2 separate regions of the Oryctolagus cuniculus genome follow, and region 1 is linked to region 2. Evidence: chromatin contacts called from public Hi-C data. All regions are on one chromosome and are shown on one strand. The core of a region is the stretch at or near the end of the contact, and the rest is flanking DNA. Distances in the headings are between cores, read along the strand shown.

Region 1 (3,180 bases), core at 471-2,970, 110 kb after region 2:
TAGGCCAGGCAGAAGCTGGAAGCCAGAAGCCAGGAGCTTCTTCCTGGTCTCTTCCGCTGCTGTTTCCTAGGCCAAGAGCAGGCAGCTGGATCGGAAGTGGAGTACCCAGGGCAGGAATCCCAGTCGCACAGGATGCCGGCATTGCAGGCAGCGGCTTTATCTGCTTTATTTTAATCTGGCTAGACCGTGTGTGTGTAAGACGGTTCCCCATAGTCCAGGAACTCCTTGTTTTTGAGTACAACGCATACAGAAGAGTTCGAAGCTCTCTCCAAACATGAAAGAAAACATTTCCCAAAGACTCTACCAAATTACCTCTCTCATTGAACCAAAGCGTGTCATGACAATTGCAACCAATAACTGTGACAAACAATAGTACGGTGCTAATTTATTTAGATTGGAACCACATGCTCCACTATATGTCCAGGGAAGGGATGGACTAGGATAAGGGGTGTTTACCGAGATAAGGGGGGGAGGCCAGGCTACCGCAGTATCTGACATAAAGCCAGGCGTAGGTAGCCATTAGAACCCCAGGCACCCTCCCACCCCCAAACTACAGCCGCCTTCTCCCGCTGGACAGCTCCAGTGCTAACAAGCACCGTAGGGGCGTATTTGTAGGCGAATCTACCTCCCTGTGTCCATCCAAGTCCAGGATCCAAAGGCTCCTCGCCACGTTGTTGCCTCCAGGCGTTGGCTGCCTCTTCACCGCGTTAGTTTGAACGTCTTCTTTCTTCAGTGTTTTCTGCCTGGATCTTAGCGGTTTTTTTTCTTTCTTTTTTTTTTTTTTCTGCACTCACCGACCCAAAAGAATGAGAACCCTAACTGCCATTCAAGAGGCTCAGCTGTCTTCTTTGCTACTCTGGGGCTTCTCCAGGCCAAGTTCAGAACTCGCGCACCGAGGCTGGCTGCGCGACAGGAAGCTTCCTGCGCCGTCTCTGTGAAACGAAGGGACCGGCCTGATCCACTTCCAGGGACTCGTCCCGCGGTGGGAGAAGGGGGCTGCGGACGCAGGGGCTCGGTGGTGAACAGAGGGTCTGAAAACCCGAAACCACACGCTTTGTTGTGGTTCGAGGAGGGGAGCTGCCTTTGCTCCTGCGTTCGGCTCGGCAGCGAGTCTGACCACCATCACCTACTCCAAGAGCAGCTGAGGTGGCGCTCCGGGGTCGAAGCCTCCGGGCCCAGCTGACGGCGGCGTCCGGGAACGGCCGTCTTCGGTGCCCTGCGGCCTCCGACTCCGTCGCTTCGCTTCGGGGCCCAAGTCCCGGCGAGACGAGCCCGAGGAGGCGCCGCGGTGCCCGCCTTGGCGCTCCCGGGGGAGGGGGGCCCAGGCGAAGCGTCCTAGGCGGGCAAGGCGGCCCTGCTTCCCCGCGGTGCCTGCGCGCGCCTCCCACCCCTCTCCGCCCGCCCGCCCGCCCGCACTCCGGCCCGCCTCCCCAGACCGCGGGCTTTGTCCACCGGCCGCGCCGCGGCCCCTCCCCGTTCCCGCCGGCTCCTCCCCGCCCCCTCTGCCAGCCCCACTTCCTCGGCGCAGGCGGCGGGAGCGGGCCGGGGACGAAGGGGTTAACTCGGGGCTCTTCCCGGCGCGGAGGGATCCGGAGGCGAGCCGAGCGCGGTGCTGAGGCCGCCTCAGCGAAAAAAATGTCCGCCTGAGGAGACCCACAAGTTCTATTCGGGGGGACCGCCAGCCCGCCCCGGGAGGAAGGGGCGGCCAGGCCCGAGAGCCGCCTCCCCCGTCCGGACCCGAGAGCTCGCGCGGGGCAAAGTGAACTGAGCTGCCGGGCAGTGCAAGAGGAAGCCCGAACCCGCTCTCCCGGCCAAAGTGAACTTTAATCGGGGTGGTTGGATGCGGAGACGGGGCGGCAGGTAATTGCGGGCTGGAGAGCGGGAGGGGGACGGTGTGACGGGGCCGGGGGTGCGGGGCGCCGTCGCCGCGTCCCTGGCGGAGCTGGGGGCGCCCCGGGCCCGCGCCTGAACTCCGCGCCCCTTTGTACAGCGCCGAACCCAGGGTCCTCTCCAAGTTGGGGAGCGGAATGGGGCGGAGGCGCGAGTCGCGGGCCGCCAGGCCCGCGGGCTGCGCGCTCGGCCTGCGCGCCCCGCTGGGCGCACGGCTCGGGCCGGGGCTCCTGCTCCGGGGTGCGCGGCGGAGCGGGCGGCTTCAGCCGCGGAGCCAGGCTCATTGTTCGGCAGGTCCGAGGCAGGGCAGCAAAAGTGGGAGGAGGCCGAGCCGGGGGAGGAGGACGCCAGGCGAGAGCTACACTAGTTGTGGACGTTTCTGTTTTCTTTTTTCAAACGCTCCCCGACGCTCCGGGGGTGCTTTCCGACCCCTCGGGCCGCCGGGGGACGTCCGGGCGGCGGCGGCCGTAGACGCGGGCCTGCGAGCGGCGCGTTCCCCTGCAACTTGTCAGTTCTATTGTTGCCGAGCGAGTGAGTCACTTCGCATCTCCCCTCGCCGGACGCCGATTTGCCCCTCACCCCGCCCCGGGAGACCCCCCCGCCCGGCCCAGGCCCGGTGCGCCGAGCACCCGGCGGCGGCGCGGGGCCGGGGGCGCCGGGGCGGGGGCAGGGACGGGCTTGGAAACTTGCGGGAGAGCGGCGAGTTGCGGGAGCCGCCGCGTAGCTCTCGGGCCGCGCGGAGGAACGCGTGGATTCGGAGACCCGGCGCGGGCGCCGAGCCCTCCCGCCCCCCGCTCGCGCGGCGGTGGGAACGAGTGGGGTTATTGGAAGTCAGCCCGACGCCCCCGGTGCTGCTCCTCCCCCACTCCGCCTCCCGCCACCCCCTCACAGCCTCTGGGCCTCGGTGGTCCCTCGCTGAGCCTGTTTCCTCTGCCTTAGGACCTGCTAGAAGTGGCCGAAGATGAATCCCCAGCAACAGCGCATGGCCGCTATAGGGACCGACAAGGAGCTGAGCGACCTGCTGGACTTCAGTGCGGTACGAGAGCTCGCCACGGCATCTCGGGGTTCTGCTGGGGTTTACCGGGAAAGAAAGGCAGAGGGGGGAAGCGACCTGGAGACCGGACTGCGGGGCCGCTCCGTCTACCCTGGAGTAGTGGTTCTCAGGGCTGGAGTCCAGCTCCCCCAAGTTGGACACCTGAACTTTGATGTAATGTCTAGACTTGCAGATTTCAAACTTTAGTGCCAGAGGGGTCATTTGATTTAACCGGGTAGAAGGAGAACAATGTGATC
Region 2 (2,932 bases), core at 88-2,587:
CTGTGCTCTCAAAATCTCTGTGTCTCATCAGAACATGTGAGACTTGCTAGAACTCCTATACAACACCAAGGTCACAGGACCCAGGAGTGATGGCTCAAGTTCATCCATCAACCTTCCTCCCACCTCCACCTCCTCACCACCACTCCTTGCCAGGACTCTGGCCTCTGACCTTCATGCCTCCTGTTTACCTTCCTTATTTCTTTGGTAATCCCTGGAACTGGAAAGAGCAGTCTTTAGACGAGTCATTCATCCATGTAATCTCTCCCTTGTAGGCTAGCACCACAAGCCTCATGACCTAGCTTTCATGAATGGAAAGGATATTTTCTCTACACTTAAGAAAAAATACTATGATTCGAGTCCTCCCTCTACCCCTATTAGGTTGATGTGCCTTAAATCTGAATTTAGAAAATCCTTTCTCTATAAAACATAGCTGCTTTGCTGTGGAACAAGTGAAAAAATGTAATCAAAGCACAAAGATCAGAAATTACTTTGTTGTTCTAGAGCTATGCTGTCAGACATGGTAGCTACTAGCCCCATGTAGTTATTTAACCATAACCTTAAAATAATTAAAATAAATTAAAAATTAATATTAGCCACAAAACAAGTTTTCAGTAGCTGTCAGTAGTGGCTGCCATGTTGCACAACAAAGGTGTAGAACATTAATGTCATCACAAAAATTTACATTGAGCAACTATTCTAGAGGATGTCTACCCTTCTCTCTTTTTCTTGAAGCACCAAAAAAGTTTATTTAGAGGGTTGGGAAGCTTTCCATAAGAATACGTTCTTCAGGATGTGGTACTGCATCTGAAAATATATTTTTAAACAATTACTCGATGTTGTGGTTGTTCTGGACTCCCAAGAAGCCAGATTAGTCAATAAGCCTCACCCACTTCCCCAAATGCCAGTGATGTTCTCTATTTCTCCTAAGGAGAAGCTACAGAATTTATGGAGAACAGTGCAAAATTTTATTCAAAAAGTATTTAAAATTTCAAGACAGCAATAGCATAGCATGAATCAAGTACAGGATCTTCTGAGTGCAGGTCCCAATGTGACTGCATACATCTCACACCTATATAACTGGCCTTGTTGTAAGATAATCACACCCAAAAGAGAAATCAAGTCAGCTCTGCGGGCTTAGTGGGGAATTTACTCAGGAGCAGCAATGCCAGAGCCCACAGCTGCACTAGTGCTGGCCAAGCTCAGATGTTAACTCAGACAGCTGCCCAAGGAATGCCTGTGGCTAGAGGGAGCTGCCTCGCCAAAAAGCAGCAACAGGGAATAAGGGCCCCAACATGATGTATTGGAAAGCCTACAGCTGGAAGGTCTGGGCATGTCCGCCGCTTCCAGTTGCGTATGTCTCCATCAGAGCCAGAGGGATGTCCTGCCAGAAAGGCTGAGACCTGTCATGGCTTTCATTTTAGAAACTGTTGGGGGACAGGGAAAGGCAACACATCCAGGAGTTTCAGCCAGGGGAATCTCGTCCAGCTTCTTACCTGGACTCCGGACACGAGTGAAGCAGGTTGTCCAGGAGCCTGCACACAGGGGAGGGCTTAACTGCCTCCATCAGGGAGACAAGGGAGTTTGAGGAAAGGCTAGAACAACAGGCACTCAGCACTTCAGAATGAATCATCAATTCAGAGGAGCAACGCGGAGAAAAAGAACCTGTTTGTAAGGCAACTAAACAAAAACTTAGGAGACCAGACAAAAACAGAAAGATCTGAGGTGGAAGGTGAGACTTGGAACTTGTAAACATTCTGTAAGATAAGTAAATTAACGCCCACCGCTTTTTAGAATGTAGCAGATTGGTACTTACACACAGAAATGCTGGTAAAATACAATAAAATTATTTTTAAATGAATAACTGAGTACAAAAGAAAGAAAGATAGGGGCCGGCGCTATATTGCATCAGGTTAAAGCCCCTGCCAGCAGTGCCGGCATCCTGTATGGGCCCCAGTTCAAGTCTCGGCTGTTGCTCTTCTGATCCAGCTCTCTGCTATGGCCTGGGAAAGCAGTGGAAGATGGCCCAAGTGCTTGGGCACCTGCACCCATGTGTGAGACCTGGAAGAAGCTCCTGACTTCGGATAGGCGCAGCTCCAGGCATTTTGGTCAATTGGGCAGTTAACCAGCAAATGGAAGTCTCCCTCTCCCTCTCCCTCTCCCTCTCCCTCTCCCTCTCCCTCTCCCTCTCCCTCTCCCTCTCTCTGCCTCTCCTTCTCTCTCCCTCTCCTTCTCTCTGTGTGTAACTTGGACTTTCTAATAAATAAATTTTTAAAAACAAAACAAAAGAAAGATAGTCCGGGGCAATTGTTGCCCACATCTCATATCGAAGTACCTGGGTTTGAGCCCTGGCTACATTCTTGAATCCAGCTTCCTGCTAATGCACACCCTGGGAGTTAGCAGATGATAGTTCAAGTACTCGGGACCCTGACACCCATATCCGAGACCTGGATTAAATTCTTGGCTCCCAGCTTCAGCTTGGCCCAGCACTGGCTATTGCAGGTACTTGGGGGAGTAAACCAGTGCTCTTTCTTTGTGTATCTTTCTCTGTGTGTGTGTGTCAAATAAATAAATGATTTTTAAAGGGTTTTAGAATAAAGAGAGAAAATAAAGCCACAGTGGATTTAGTCTGAGTTGACCCCCTGATTCATCTAATGATCAAAGTGGTTTTTGTTCAAGGTTTTCTTCAGGAGTCCTTGTCTATGGCAATGATCCCTGACTTTGGGCAAATACAGTCTGGCCCTGAACCCAGCCCAGGCCCCGGCCACCTTCGGTTGTTCACATTCAGACATTGCATAAGGAAACTCCCTGAGCTTCCTGAGTTACAGATTTTGGGATCTAAGGGATGTCTTGGGAGGAGAACATTTGAAGAGGTACCTCTGTATAAAAATAAAAGTAGACAAATTCAATCCCCCAATGTGAGAGTTTTTTTAAG

What was found. Hi-C and Micro-C count contacts between places; a contact is called where the count stands out from the background.
Region 1: a Hi-C map of psoas muscle shows a contact between it and region 2, with 5 times the contacts expected there. The contact joins the promoter of TCF12 here to the enhancer-like site in region 2. A contact is called at or near these places in 3 of 6 Hi-C or Micro-C datasets (embryonic fibroblasts, psoas muscle and skin fibroblasts).

The regions. Positions count from the first base shown.
Region 1 is chr12:79,684,719-79,687,898 of mOryCun1.1, forward strand. TCF12 (transcription factor 12) reads left to right here and starts at 1,721. Exons shown (of 21, transcript XM_070054251.1): 1 at 1,721-1,860; 2 at 2,830-2,926.
Region 2 is chr12:79,574,789-79,577,720 of mOryCun1.1, forward strand. No RefSeq gene overlaps it. Among named protein-coding and RNA genes, the nearest start is that of ZNF280D, 100 kb to the left of the region's middle. Within about 2 kb of position 1,338, at least 2 of the 8 cell types and tissues checked have an H3K27ac peak or open chromatin away from gene starts, as enhancers often do.